3 separate regions of the Mus musculus genome follow, and regions 1 and 3 are each linked to region 2. The links are chromatin contacts, called in public Hi-C maps. All regions are on one chromosome and are shown on one strand. Each heading gives the region's core, a stretch centred on a gene start, on an enhancer-like site or on the middle of the called end of the contact. The rest is flanking DNA. Distances are from core to core; before and after follow the strand shown. Region 1 has its middle 7.8 kb from the start of Gm26435. Region 2 has its middle 160 kb from the start of Gm15521. Region 3 has its middle 100 kb from the start of Gm26435.

Region 1 (4,726 bases), core at 559-3,058, 490 kb before region 2:
AACTGTCTTTATGTTCTTCTTGATGGGTTTTAAATTTTCGTTGATGGAGAGACATTTTGGTCCAGAAATGATCTGCACACATCCAAGATAGTTGGAGCAAACCTTTGGATCTATAAAACTGATGAAACAAGCAACCATCTGACCAACCAAAGAACCAAAGAATCAATAACCAACCAACCAACCAACCAACCAACCACAAACAACACTGCTGCATCTCAGCAGCAGATGGTATCCTGTTGAAAATCCTTGTATGAATTCAGAACACATTCTGAAAGGAAACATTGACTTCCGGTGGTATCATGGCATATGCAATCAAACCAACACTTAGGTCACCTGTTTTGCATGAACCCTCACATTAAATTGAAGTCACTTAATGTTTATGCAAGTATAATCTTGGAAAAGGTATAATTCTGTATCTTTTCATATTGAGAAAAGCCTCTAGGGGTGGGACCTTGGCAAATGGTAACCAGAGGTAGCTGAAGTAATTTTATGGCTGCCTCCCTCTATACACATGCTTACAGGCCTGCTTTCATTTTCAAAAGCTCCCACTTTGGAATATAAAGGGGAAAGCGTGCAACGTGTGATCAGAGAAATGGCGCTACTTAGGAAGGTGTAAGAGCTATGAAAGGAAGGAAGCCAATAGGCAGCATAGTGCCTGCACATGCATAGAAGGCTGTCTGGGGTGGATGTGATTGGCACACCCATCACTGAATTCAGGCTTCATAGACTTGCCATGACTACATCAGTCAGAGACGTTTTCATGAAGGCCTTTACAATGGAGAATACATATGAGGGCACCTTTCCACGCTGGCTGTTTAAGCTTGCCTTGAGAAAAAGGCAGAAAACGAATGCCTTGGGAACCAAGCCCCAGACACTGAGCTCAAGTAGACCTTTCTGGTCAGTGAGAAGAGGAGTTGGACTTTATCTACTGCTGATGTTCACTTAAAGGATGTTCATGCAGCCATGACTTTAGAGCTCCTGCTCGGTGGGGCTGGCAGCTTCTTATCCTGGGCTGAGACTGTTTCTGTCCATACAAAAGATGGCTGTAGAATATGAGCTGGCCTGGAGTTGCTGGGCCCCAGGCATTACTGTAGCTCCTCTCGGGGCTTAGCTCTTGGCATAACAATTCTATCCATTCTGCTAGACATTCCTCTTGCTGTCAGGACTCTCATATACATAAACTCACAAAGAACTGCCTGCACCAATGACTCCATTTCCCAGAGAAGCGGATCCCCAAAGAGCAGGCAGGGGTGAGCTAATGAACCAGCTCGGAAGGGAGAATCACAAAGAAGACCTCTCCTAGAGGTCAAGGTGGCTCAGGGCTCCGCGACCCGATAAAGTCATGGAGTATGTGAACGGGAGAGTCTTTAGCTTCGAACCAGACTGAGGAAGTGGGGAAGAAGGAAGAGAGGCACAGGATCTGCTTTTTACCCTGTGTGCCTCATAAAATGAATGATCAAAAGTAAATTACAGACTTGCAAATGGGTGGTTAACGACTGAGACAATATGAGTGCAGAGAGAAGCTCATCAAAACACACTGGGCAAGAGCAGGAGGGAAGGGCTGAATACAAATGATGCTCTATAAAGCCACAGCATCAAAGCAAACGGCCCCCAGTGGAGGGTCCGGGTCATTCCCCACACCTGTCGGGTGGAGAGAACGTGCTGCAAGAGTCCTCTTTCAAAGGAGGAGCAGATGAAGCGCCTGTGTGGAAAGGGGAAGAAAGACTGACGGGAAAGAGGAGTGACAATGTCAGAACAACACAGCCTCAGCTGCTGATGAGAGCCGCCCTCTTCTTAGACAGTGGGGTGGGACAGCAGCCGACTTCAGGCTTTCAGCAGGGCCAGTGTAGAACTATTCTTAGCAGAGGCTGGGGGAGGGTAGGAGGGAGAGGCTGTGAAGAATGCCTATGTCTAATCAATGCAATAATTCACAGCCTCTGGGCTCAAAAGCACAAGTAACTAGGGTAAGGTGGCCCAGTGCAGCACAGGCTGGAAATCCCAGCACTCTGGAAACCGAGGCAAAAACATCCTAAGTGAGATCCTGTTTTAATAAAGCCCAAAACAGAGGTGGGAGATGACGTTGGCATCAGGGAGCCCACACATTTACTTAGGGTACAAGTGGAGTCCCCTCAGCTGCTTAATTTTTTGGCTGATGTTCATTCCCTGGGAACTGAAACAAAAGGGAAGTGGAAAGCAAAGAAAATTATTAAGGTATAACGAACGACAAGGAGTTCAGTTGGGGGGGGTGTTTCAGAGAAGGAGGAGAATCACACGGTCAAAGTGGGCCAGGTACAACCCATTTTCCCTGGTGGAAGCCACCTTTGTTCTGGGTTTTATTAAAACAGGCTCCCTTAGGGTATTACTACATGTAAGTTACTTTTCTCCTCGATGTTGTGATGTTTGCCATAAGCAACTTCAGGGAAGAAGGGTTATTTTGGAACATGGTTTGAGGTATATGGTCCATCACATTTGGTAAATCATGGTGGCAGCTGGCCACATTGCCTCTGTAGTCAGAAAGCAGAGAGCTGCCAAGCTTGGCCGGCTTTCTCTTTTATATTCGCTCAGGAACCTGCTTATGGAATTGGGCTGCACACACTGTGGGTGGGTCTTCCCATCCCAATTCTATCTAGAAGCTCCCTCACAAGCTTTGTCTCTAAGTGATTCTAAGACCCGTGAAGCTGATTATCCTCTCATTGGCTATCACAACAGAAGACTTTCAAAGGCAAGCCTTTTCCCTTGTCTACTGTGAGGGCTATCAGAGGAGGCCACATAAGAGCTGGGTGTCAGAATGCCATGCAGAGAATACAGCTTGTCCAGACCCAGAGCAGCTGGAAAAGGCCATTCTGCATGGAGAAAATGACAAGCGGCAAGTGTAGCATGAGAGCGGGGGAGAAGCGTGAAAGAGGAATCTGGCGAATTGAGGAGAAGATAGATTGCGGAGGTTCGTTATGTCACGCTAAAGAGTTTGGACCATATTCTATACGGCAGCCTCCTGGGTTCCTCAGTAGGAGAAGGGCATGATGGATCTGTATTTGGAAAGCCCTCCTTATCAGCTGTGTGAAAGAGGCCCATACAGAGAGATGCCTGGGGACATCTGTACTATGGCCATTGGGGACATCTGCTGCACCAGGTGACTACCTGTGCTTGGGCAGTGACAAAGCACAGCAGGCTGGAGCATGGGAGGAGCAAAATTGGCAGAGGTTAGCAAAGGGTAGCAGCTTCTCTGTCCTACATAGGGCGAGAGCCACCTGCTCTATGCAAATTCACGACAGACAAGCCAAGCCGCACAGTAGGCTGCTTTGCTACCTGCCCATTTGGGTTTGGTGGCCAATGCCCAAGGCAAAGGCTACAAAAGTGCGGAGCTGAGAGGGCCCCAAGTAACTCAGAGCACTAGCACTGGCATGTGTCCAGAGAGGGCTCTAAGCAACAAGGGTATCTCTGAACTTTCCAATAGGTTTGAGTTTCTGATAAATTAACAAAGACAACCAAGTTGGTCTCTTTGCTCCCCTTATCACTTAAGCACGGCATTTGCCCTGATTTAATTTTCATGTGTTGACATTTGCAAAGGATGTTGGGAGTGGACTCTTCTTGATCTCCCTCACCCTGCTATTTAATTGAATCGCATTGATCCTGTAGGTCATGGCTTCGTGTCACTCCTTCACGAGACCCCTCCTCAGCTCTTGCTGACTGGCTCCCAACTCTCCTGCATCTTCAGTAGGAGAGGACTTTCATTTCCAAGTGACTGTGTGTCATGTGTAGGCTAAAAGTGAGGGCTTGAATTTTTAGTCATAAGCATTTGTTACTGGCTCATAAGGGTCTTTCATCCCTAAGGATTACCTACCTGATGGAAGAGGGAGGGGTGAAGATAGATTATCTGTTGTGGTATTTGTTCTGTTTTTAAAACCAGAACATTAATATTGCACCTTATAATTTTAAGACTTTGAGCTAGCACATGGAACTCTGGGTTTCACTATGACATTATCAAATGATTTATTGTTGTTAATTTTCCTGCTGCTTCTTCCCCTTGCATCCCTTACACCTTTCACAGAGCTGTCATGTGTCACCTTCTACCACCTCTATGTGGTTTCCTTCCTAGTTTCATAACCTATGCACAAACCCTCTGCTTATGTACACACTTGGAAGAATTTCCTTCGTTATCTCCCAAATCCGGTGCCATTATTATGTGAGTCTCCAGGAGACAGTTCCTCTCTTCCTATCTTTCATTTTCAAGGTACTGGCTGGACCATGTGCCCCACTCCAACCTGTGAAGGACCCTGGGAGTAGACAGCTCCATTCCCTACTCTTCCTCACAAGCATCAACCTAAATATATATATATATATATATATATATATATATATATATATATATATCCCCTGACAAGTAGAAATAAGTAACAGTGGGGGAAGGGGAACAACTCTGGGAACTACTAGAAATTCCCAGACACCAGGGATGCAAGAGGCTCCCAGGACCCAATGGGGATGACATTAGCCAAAATACCCAACAGCAGGGAGATAGAACCTGAAGACACCACCTCCAGTAGATGGACATGGCTCCCAGTGGATGGGTGGATGGCTCCCACCCATCTCAAAATTTTTAACCAGGATTGTCCCTGTCTAAAGGAAATGCAGACACAAAGATGTTAGCAGAGGCTAAAGGAAAGGCCACCTAGAGACTGACCCACCTTGGGATCCATCCCATCTGCAAACACTATTGCTGATGCCAAGA
Region 2 (5,037 bases), core at 242-2,741:
GCAACTAAGTTCTCAGAAATGTGAGAAATACACCTTAGAGCTTTTGTGGGTAGAGCTATCTGCAATCTCTAATGGTTTTAGTGACACCGATGTCAAGCCTATTCTTTCCCCAGTCTTCCTTCTTTCCCAAATCTACTCCAGTTCTTGTGTCCTCATGTATCAGCACCCATTACCTTTCTTCACACCCCTCTTCTACTCCTTATTCAACTCAGAGTATAGATGTCTACGGGTTGCAGAGGCAGTCAGGGAGTCATGGATCAACACAAGATGCAGAGTCGGGCACAGGCAGCAAAGGGAAGATGGAGGACAGAAAAAATGAAGGGGTGTCAGCTTTGATTCACAGCAGTCTTTTTCCCACACTGATTGATGTCAAGGCTAAATGTTCTGGATGGTCGGAAATGACCCAACGACAGTGTGTCTGAACCAGGCTGCTTCCTCTGGGAAAGTAAACAGTGATTCTCTAGACCATGCAAACTAAAAGGTCCAGAGCCTGTAGGACATGACCTTGGTGTCTTCTACTTGGAAGCCTTAACCCACAGTGGTCAATGGCTCAGCCGCTGTTGGGAAAACTGAAGATTAGTTTGTGACTTCTCTGAGTAGAATGCATGTTTCCTACTTCAAATCTTTTGTGTATTCTTGTACATTCTACTTGTGAGTGCTTGAAACTCTGCCATCTCCTCTAGACTCTAGAGACTCTTGTCTGCATCCCAGACCACCTAGCTATGCAGAAGGAAATTAACCCTGTTCTCTACCCACCATGTCCCCCTGTGTCCCTTGTCTTCTGTATTTCCCACAGCGTACATTCTTTGGAAGATGAATTGTTAGGTAGAGAGCACACACAGGATCACTTATAGAGAGGCACGGTGATGCAAGATTCTGTGAGAGATCATAACACTCGAAAATGCTTTACCTTTCTTGGCAACTGTGCACCACTGGGCAATCCAGTCTTGTCCAAGACTCATCAAAAGATATGCTCTTCCCTGAAGACAGCAGGATATCTGCCACCTGCTTGTGCAGCCAACTGTGCTCAGTGACTTTCTGATCCCTGACTCTGCAGCTGAAGCCAGGAATGAGCTGTGTCTGGTGACCAAGAACCACAGGATTTTGCCTGCGCTTCTCTTGGAGGCTACCCCAAAACCAGCAAGCAGCTCCCTCATGAACTAGGCAGAGGCTTTGCTTTCCTTTGCTCCAATGTAGGTCCTCGGAACACTGAACTTCCAGACAAACACGGGCCTCAGCCCCTTCTCAATTCTCTCAGTCCTATGTCAGCTGGTGTGTGTGGTTCCTCTTTTTCCTGGTAACAGTTGGTAAATGAGTCCCTGTCTAGCTGCTCATGCCGCATGGCTGTTTGGAGAGAGCCTTCATCCTTATGGCAGGCGCATTAATGCCAAGTTTGCTCATTCTAATTAATAACAGTCAGTAAACACCAAAGAGAGCTAATGATGATTACAGGCCGCAGCTCCTGCGTGTTAGCAAACACACCAGGCAGGTGGCCTCTCCTCCCTCCCAGCAAGGAGGCTGGGGCTGCATCCAACAGTGCTGCCTGGCTTCACATGGCCTCTACCCCACGGCCAGACCTGGTCTTACACCTCAGCCTGGTCCCTAGAGAACACAAAAGGACCAGTTACGGAGAAAGAATTTGGATCTGCCTCTGAGACCACAGTGATCAAATCTTGGGGCTCTCTGTTTCCTAAAACAATCTCCCTAGCACTTAGAATAAAACAATTTTCTCTCCTACATTCGATCTTTTTTCTAATTTTGAAATTAATACAATTTGCTTTGAAAAGTTGAATTATTGAAGGCATATAAAAAAAGGAAGATGACTTTTTCACAGCCCACCGTTCCGAAAATGGTCAAGCCCCTACTGGTCTGAGGTTCAGTTCTCCATGTTTGCATCTTCTGACCTCTTGTTGAGACTTGATTCTGTCCTTTTCCTGGTAACTTGATGTCACCTTTCCCACCGCTGCTGAATTGTGCCAGTTATAAACTCATTTTTCTGATTCAGCAAAGCCTTTGCCCTTCCTCTAGTCCTGATTGAAGGATTCCTCCTCCTATGATAAGAATATCTAGGTCTCAAAAGGCAAAATAAAGAGAAGTTTAGCTCTACTGAGCCCCAGGCTACCTCATTTCTCAATGCTTTCCTTCCTGAGCCAGGGATGGTAGATCTCAGACCAATTACCACATTATCTTCTTGTTGAGCTGTAAATTGAAATTTGGAGATTCTATTTGGGATACGGTTGGGCTTAGGCCAGGCCTTGAACTTGGGATATATTTGCATCTGCCAGCCAGGTGCTGGGATTATAGTCATGAGTTTCTGCATTGTGTTAAACTTGTGATTTTTGTATTTTTCAAGATGCTCCCCTCCCTATGGCCATATGGCACAGGGAGCTGCATGGAAGAGGAACGCTGGGTCTCCGAGGCATTCCTTGGGAAGGCTATAACCCATGGGAGAGCTCTGTGGGCAAACCCCGGGGCCTTGATCTCTGAGTGCCCAAAACTGCAGTGTGGCTAGAGGAAGGGGACAGGCCACTGTGGTCTCGGAATCAATCCACACCCTGTTCCTTTGTCAGAAGGTCCCAGACTTCCTGCAATACCACTGCTTTGCTGTTAAAGTTCACTTCCTCTTACAGATGCCAGTTGATTTACCTACAGAAATAACATTTCTCTTAGCACTGTCCCAGTAATTCAGACAATACTGTGTTCCCCAATGGACTGTTGAGTCTAAGCCAGCCAGAACCCATTCTCTGCAAATTTAGAGAGGCTAAGGCACAGAACTATGAAAAGCACTATCATTTCTGGGATGATAATAAACAGGTCTAGGTAAATACCTGAGTGTGATTGGAATGGCTTATCATACTGGCTATTTAGAGGTGTGGGAGACCTTGCATTTCTCTGCATTTTTGTTTGTTTCTTTCTCTTTCTTTTCTCTTATATATGCTTTCTTTTCGACGGCTTTCAGACTTCTCTGCTTTTTATTTTTGCTATACAATTACCCTTCCTCTCTTTCGAGTTTCTCATTCTCCTTTTTCTTTTAGTCACAGCAAGTGATTAGAGGGCTTTCCTAATTAGGACCTGACACATTTAGTACATCAGTTCATTTATCCATTCATCCATCCATCCACCTGTCCATCCATCCTTCACTCATCTCACTGATGTTCTCTAAGCTCTTTATCACTCGCTTTATCTCTTTGTTAGGTTGTCAGCAAACAGATCCTAACTTGTTAGTAGCTGTGTCTGAAAGAGGGAGAAAGGCTTGTAAGGACAACTTCTTTTCTGGATATAGGGTCTTTTGAAAGCCTGACCCTTCTACCTCTACCTCCTCAGTGCTGGAATTATAGTCATGTGCTCTTTATGCAGCTGGGGACTGAACCCAGAATTCCAGGCATGCGAGGCAAAAGGACTCTACCAATGGCAAAACATGTCCAGGACTCAAAGATCAATTAACTTCAGACATTCATCTCTGAGGGCTAGCAATGCCAGGCAGCTGTATGGAGGCATCTTAGGAACCTCTGCAGAGAGTGATGTTGGGAACAGTGAAACCCAGTTAAAGGTGTCAACAGCAGATGGCAAGATAGGCTGGGGACAGAATAGATTTTAGGTCGCAGGTACCGCCTGGGTAAAAGCTTGATAAGATGAAATAGCCCAGAACATGTGAACTACTGGAAATAACCACACCTGGCCGAGGAGAATGCAATGAGGCAAGCGCCAGGGAACGGTTACTGAATCTGATCATGGGTTGCTTGCCAAGCACAGAAAGATGCAAACCGTTTTCCATATGGGTAGTTAGCTTCAGGATGGGGAGGCGAGAATTTACATTTTATCTCTCATCCTGCTGTTGTATTTGAATTTTATACCGTGAGAGAATGTTTTACTTTTACTTAAAAGAAATGCTGATTGTGCAAAGCCTCATGCGCTAGGTTTCATGGATGAAGTTGTAGGTCCCTCTTTTTTTTTCCACCCGAGAGAGGAGGCAGGGAGGGTGGTGTGTTGAAAGTCATTCACTGAAGCTTGGTGTCTCCTCTCCTTCCACTCTCAAGAGTTTGTGTACACCTTCTGAGCATATATCTGTGTCAGTTAAACCAAGCCATGGTTTACCTCTTGGCCAATTTCATTTTTTTTTAATTGGAGAAACGGACACTCAGTCCCCACCAACCAGGAGGCTAAGAGTGTCATCTGATGGGTGTGAGGCTTATAGAGGAGATTACCTGCTTTGCTTTAAGCAAAAATACTCTTGGCCTCCTGGTTGGTGGGGGCGGGTGTGTGTTCAAACATTCCAAAGAATTTACTCGATGCTCACAAAGATGTTAGCTCATTCATAGAGAAGGGCAGTAGATGGCCACTAAGGGAGCTTAAGAAGCCCTCATAGGGCTGCGCCTGGACTTGTAACTTTCCAAACTCAAGAGTCATTGAATATCTAGCCATTCCTGCAGAAGGTATGGCTTCCTTCTGAGCACTTCCATTCACAGGAGATAATGGGTCCCAGTTACATTTTGGAAGAGCATTTCACCATTCTTCTGTCTTCACTTTTCCTTGTCATGCCACCTCAAGGCACTTGCCTTTCCACCTTCTGCACAGGAAAAAAAAAATCTGTGGAGTTGCATATCTCCCCAGGTCTCTGGGTCATGGTGGTGTAAGACTCTGACAAGCCTTAGCTACTGGGGACCCTCCGAATGAATCATGCAAAAGCAAGGTGAATTTATTGTTCCACGGGCTGGGGTCGTCCTGAATCTGAAGAAGAGGTGGTGACCCTGGGCAGCCTGTTCAGCGAGTTTTTATACAGTTTCCAGGGGCAGAAACTGGAGCATCAGCAACTAAGCACAAAGTGATTGGCAGAACAATGTGACTTTTAAACTGATTGGTTCTTAGGGGATGGGGTGGCAAGAACTTCCTTTGTCTGTAGGTGGCCAATGGTCAGTCTGCCCTGCAGTTTTCCTGAGGAATGTAATCCAGGAAGGGAGGGGTGCCTACGTGCTCCATCGAACTCCTCTCCCTTTCAGGAAGGAAGGGGTCTTTATGCTCTGGGGTCTAGTGGAATTT
Region 3 (5,070 bases), core at 1,299-3,798, 400 kb before region 2:
CACATTTCTGCCACTGACATATAAAGGGTAAGTTAGAGCTCATGAGGAAGGAGGAGATGGCACTGGGAACTTAACCTATAATATCCTGGACAGAGAATGTCAGTTCAAAAGCACGAGAGTAAAAGGGAGCGCATTGCTTTAAGCACTTTGAAGGTAGTTTAGTGTGACATGGTTACAGAAGAGGGATCATAAGAAATATGCTCATGAAAATTCTTGTTGGACAGCTTAAAGAACTTTGACAAGGAAGACCTTTAATGAGCTCTAAAAGCGAGAACAAAGGGCACGCTCTGCTTTGGAATACAGGCAGCCAGTAATAGTGGAGTGGTTGAGAATGAGAGACCTCACGATTGGCCATGAAATGATGTGGATAGGACATGATGAATATCTGTGTTAAGAGCTGACTGCAGGCACACAGAATATAAGGATTCCTTAAAAGGAACACAGTTGGCATGTCTCGATTATTTGAATTCCTGAAGCAGTTGTGGGAGTGAGGTGAGCAAGATGACTGGCCAGGTTGAAGGTTATGGCGACAGGAATGTCAATGAAGACGGGGAAACAAAATGTATTTGGAAATTCAAGAAGGGAAAGAGATCAGGGAGGAAGAAAGCCCCCTGGTTTTAGGTGTGCTAGGAAGAATACTGCGAGGGAAGCAAAGAAGGACATCTGTAATATTCTGGGAAGAAGTCAGGGTTAGAAGGTTGGATTTAGGGGATATCAACTCATTCACATGCAGCCAACAATAAATCTAAAATGGATGTAGATGCGCAAAAACCTGGCATTTCTTACATCCACATAATGTCTGAGTAGTCAGGGCCCTGAGGATACACCCAGTTCCCAAATGAAGTGGTGATAAGATATCAATTCAGTAATCCTGAGATAGCTCAACAGTTACCATCTGCTAACTGGTACCAGACTGTTACCATCAGCTGAACCCCACTGTCATCCTCATTTTATAGCAGTATTACTTCTTTGAAAAGTTGTATCTACTGTCAGATTCCTAACTAGATTTTCTCTGTTCCTCTTTCAACTCGCCTATAAAATTATAGACCAGTCCAGAAGATAGAATGTTCACTTAATATCTCTGTATGTTAAGACTGGCCATGTTGGCCTAGACATCTTTGTGGATGAACAAGTCCTGTATGTTTCTTTCTCTTAGGCTTTGTTCTCCATGGCTCTTTCACAGGCTCAACGTGTGACACCATGAGGGATCTCTCCATGTCTGTGTGCATGCATACCCCTGTCTGTTTTGGAAGCCATTGTCTTGGGTGAAATATCCAGAAGCTACCCTGGGAATCATCCTGAAAGATTAGGAGTATCCAATTCATCCCCATAACGGTTACTGTGAGATTTTAGGCAAGTGGATGACATGACTTTCAATTTCATTTTGAGCATTAGCATAAAATTCCGCTAGGAAAATAAAAGCCCGTCCCTTCAACATTGTCTTATAACAGTCAGTGTCATGGCAAAGAAGGACCCTGTGCCAGTTTGGATATGAATGTTAAAAGGCATGGCCATCAGGGAGGAGTTATTGCATGTTGAGAGGTTGAGCATGCAGAGGTACTTAGGTCATTAAAGGTATGCTCTTGAAAGGGATTGTGAGACCCTACATCCTCTCTCCTCCTCCTTTTGCTTCTCTTCTTCCTTTCCCTTCCCCTTCTTCCTCCCTTGTTTTCTAGCTATAAAATGAACTTTTCTGCTATGTCTCTGTGCCTCACACTATGGCTGTGGGATTCTTTTCACAGACTCAATGTGGGCAGATGACTGTGGGCTGGAATCTCCAAATCTGGTTAGTCCAAATCAATCATCTCTCTTTCTAACTTGACTCTCACTGGCATTTAACATAGTGCTAGAAAGCTGAATGACACAGCTCCTGGACCTCAGGATGCTGAGCCTTCCCTACAGCCTTCTTTAAGTTTCTGAGTCCTATTTCTTGCTTGGACAACTCATTATTTTTCTTTATGACACACCCTTTTATACTCATTCAACATGCCCCTGAGACAAGGCCCTATGTCTTCATTCACAGTTTCAAAATTGTATAAGCACTCAGTAACTCAAGGCTTTATTAAAATTCAGTTATATTAATGACAAATACTTTGCAGTCAATAATTATTGAGTGCTTACTTCATGCTGGGAATTATCTTGAGTCCATTGAGTACAATATCTTCTTATTCAATGTTTACAATAGCCCCATGAGGTAAGTCTTATGACTATTCCCATTTTAAAGGTAATGAAGGGAGGCAGAGAAAGAGTAAATAACATTTTCAAGATTGTTCTGCTAATTAGTAATGGAGTCAGGATAGAAGGGGAGCAGCTTGCCAATCTCATCCTTGTTCTTGACTGCTCTGACATACAGTACCCCACTAATGCATAAAGGTAACACACAGCTAAGGAATCTCATGGTCTCATGGAGTCCTTTCTATGTACAGTCAGTGCCACATGGGGACTAATTTCTCCCTTTTTGCTCCTGAACTTGTCCCTTGCTCTAAATATCAGCTTAGCATCCACTCCCTGCTATTTTCTGATCTGGAGCCCTGCCTGGGCATCTGTTCTGTCTGGGAGACTGTCAATAGGAGTTACATCTTTTACTGTGTTGAGCCTACCTCCAGAAAGAAGCAGGTCCCAGCTCTGCATTTCCTTCAGCTGAGCAAGCCCAAAATACATACAAGAATTGCCCACTTCTACCATAGTGTTGGTGGCCATGGTGGCTTGGTGGCCATGGTGGCTTGGTGGCTGGTGATCTTTTGATTCCTCTAGTAGAACTCAAATCTCTCTTCGTTTTGGTCCCCTTCAGTATATGTTTGGTTTAATCATGGTACCTGCTCCAGTGTCCTCTGACTGGCTGTAGGCTCCCTGAGAAGAGTGACGCCTAAGCACACATTAGACTTGTTCATGGTGGGCTGATAATTGAGAACATGAGAATCTTTAATGTAATTCAATCTGTAGTTCTAAAATTCAGTCTCCTGCCCTCACGTGCCCACCTCAAAACCATATCCATTAAAGAAGAAACAGGTCACACAATTTGGTAATAACTTAATATACTTTCCTAGACTCTTCGCGTAATTAACTTGGTGATTTAACAACACTGGATTTTATTGTCATTTTATAGTGCTTTGCTAATACTTCATTTTTATTCTCATCTTATTTCCCCACCTCCTAATCTGAAATAATTTTTATTATCTTCCATAGAGTCCTCTTTAAAAAGAAAACCCTTCCTAATCAATATTAATTTCATTCCAAGATCATATTTTGAGATGGAGCTGTACACTTGGTTCAAGTCTGGAGATGAAGAAGTAGTTTGTAGAATCTATGTTTTCAAAGACATTTTCTTATTAAGATAATTATCTTCTAGGCTGGCAGGGTCTTTTTAGTCACATTGTTGCAAACCCCACTGAGGGCTGCTTCAAGGTGACTCGGTCATTCTCGGAGAGAAAGAGACTGTCACAGCTTGGGGGAGGCCAGCAGAGGCTGGAAGGAAAAGAGGTACAAGGGCAGATGGGGTTCACCCCACTACCCTGGATTCCTGTACAGTTGGCATGTTTGGGTTTGGCACTAGGAGACAGAGCCCATTGCTCCAAACTCTCGGAAGCATTTGACATGCCGTAGAGCGAAGGTTCTAGGAACAAAGCCATCAGTGGGATGGAGCCAACAGGAGAAAAAGCTAGAGTGAGCAGGTGGCTAGCTACCAAAAAGGAAGTGTGCAGAAGACATGCAGTGATTGGCAACCCATCTCAATTTGGGTGAGTTCTGCTCTACATTCCAGAGTTTCTTTCATGAACTCTGGTCAGAAGTTCAGTAGAATTATTTGTATTAAGATGAAAAATATGAAGACTATTAATCTGTTCATTATTTGAAAAGCCAGTAAGTTATGATATAATTGCAGAATAGGGGCAAAATAAACAATGATTTTGATACACTCTGGAATCATTATTTCGGGGAATTCAGAAAGTTTCTTAGCTTTTCTTTTCCTTTTGCCTCTCTTATCCCTCCTTCCCTTTCCCTCTTCCCTTTCTTAAGAAAATGTTAACAGTTGAATAGGTTCATATGGGGGAATGCAGCAATTGGAGACACCTCTTTGAAAGGAAAAATAAACTGGTTTCTAGCTTATTTCGATATAAGGCACCAACCTGTCCCTCAGTTGGAGGCAGAAGGAACATTCAGATGACAGCAATGGCTCTTTGTATATTGCCTCCATGTGTATACATTAATCTTTATTCTTCCTATTCTCTGTTCTGTGAAATCAGTTTTAGCATCCCACCCCTATATTTGTCTGCAACAAACAAATAGAAACTGAATTTTTTTGAAAGCACCAACTCCTTGCTTGGATTCCCAGTATAACTAAAACCAGGGTAAAAACCTGGTACGTCTTCTTTCATTTCGTAGCTGCCTCCTTCATCTTAAAACTTTTGGCCAGAAGCTGGAGAGATGGCTCAGGTAAGATCACTCGCTGCTCTTCCAGAAGACCTGGCTTGGTTCTCAGCACCAGAACTAAAGCTCACACCATCTGTAGCTACAGTTCCATGGGAGCTGATGCCCTCTTCTGGCCTTTTAGTGTACTAGGAGCACACGGACAGACCCCCCCAAGACAAAACTCATTCACATAAAATAAAACAAATCTTAACAATTTCCAAGCCCACTTCTTTTCCCATCATATCCCCTGCTTCATGCAATGAGCCCTTGAATGCCATTTCCACTGTCACTGCCCTCAGTCTGATTTCCAAGTAGAATCTGAGTGGTCTCTAAGGAACAAAGAGCTGGTTATGTACAGTGATGGAAGAAGTTTCACAATGCTCAAGAGACAAAGACCTGGCTATCTCACCGGGTCACAAGTCCCTCCACATGCCTCTCAAGTGTCCTTTTTATCCTTTGCTTCCCCCATCTCTCCATCTTGCATGCCATGATCTTCTTTCTTCCTAACCCTCAACTGCTGATTCTTTAGAAAGTTCTTCCCTCCACGCTGGGCCAGACCATTCTCTATACATTTCACAAACGTTTTCTTACTGTTCCAGATGTTCAAGCTTTATGAGGCTTTTTAAAAAACTGCCTTATGAATCTATTCCAATATGTTTTTTA

What was found. A called contact is a pair of places that touch in the nucleus more often than the background predicts.
Region 1: a contact with region 2 is called in a Hi-C map of cerebellar granule neurons, with 2.3 times the contacts expected there. The contact joins two enhancer-like sites. A contact is called at or near these places in 2 of 484 Hi-C or Micro-C datasets (cerebellar granule neurons and nephron progenitors), 2 of 115 datasets of contacts at active chromatin or transcription factors (embryonic basal ganglia and embryonic midbrain) and 1 of 9 other capture datasets (embryonic stem cells).
Region 3: a contact with region 2 is called in a Hi-C map of cerebellum, with 1.9 times the contacts expected there. The contact joins two enhancer-like sites. A contact is called at or near these places in 1 of 484 Hi-C or Micro-C datasets (cerebellum) and 1 of 115 datasets of contacts at active chromatin or transcription factors (embryonic basal ganglia).

Annotation. Positions count from the first base shown.
Region 1 is chr9:30,281,768-30,286,493 of GRCm38.p6, reverse strand. No RefSeq gene overlaps it. Among named protein-coding and RNA genes, the nearest start is that of Gm26435, 7.8 kb to the left of the region's middle. Within about 2 kb of position 1,808, at least 37 of the 459 cell types and tissues checked have an H3K27ac peak or open chromatin away from gene starts, as enhancers often do. A contact at or near this core is called in cerebellar granule neurons and embryonic basal ganglia, where this site is marked.
Region 2 is chr9:29,787,740-29,792,776 of GRCm38.p6, reverse strand. It overlaps a transcript of Ntm not described here. Among named protein-coding and RNA genes, the nearest start is that of Gm15521, 160 kb to the right of the region's middle. Within about 2 kb of position 1,491, at least 27 of the 459 cell types and tissues checked have an H3K27ac peak or open chromatin away from gene starts, as enhancers often do. A contact at or near this core is called in cerebellar granule neurons, cerebellum and embryonic basal ganglia, where this site is marked.
Region 3 is chr9:30,188,804-30,193,873 of GRCm38.p6, reverse strand. No RefSeq gene overlaps it. Among named protein-coding and RNA genes, the nearest start is that of Gm26435, 100 kb to the left of the region's middle. Within about 2 kb of position 2,548, at least 5 of the 459 cell types and tissues checked have an H3K27ac peak or open chromatin away from gene starts, as enhancers often do. A contact at or near this core is called in cerebellum, where this site is marked.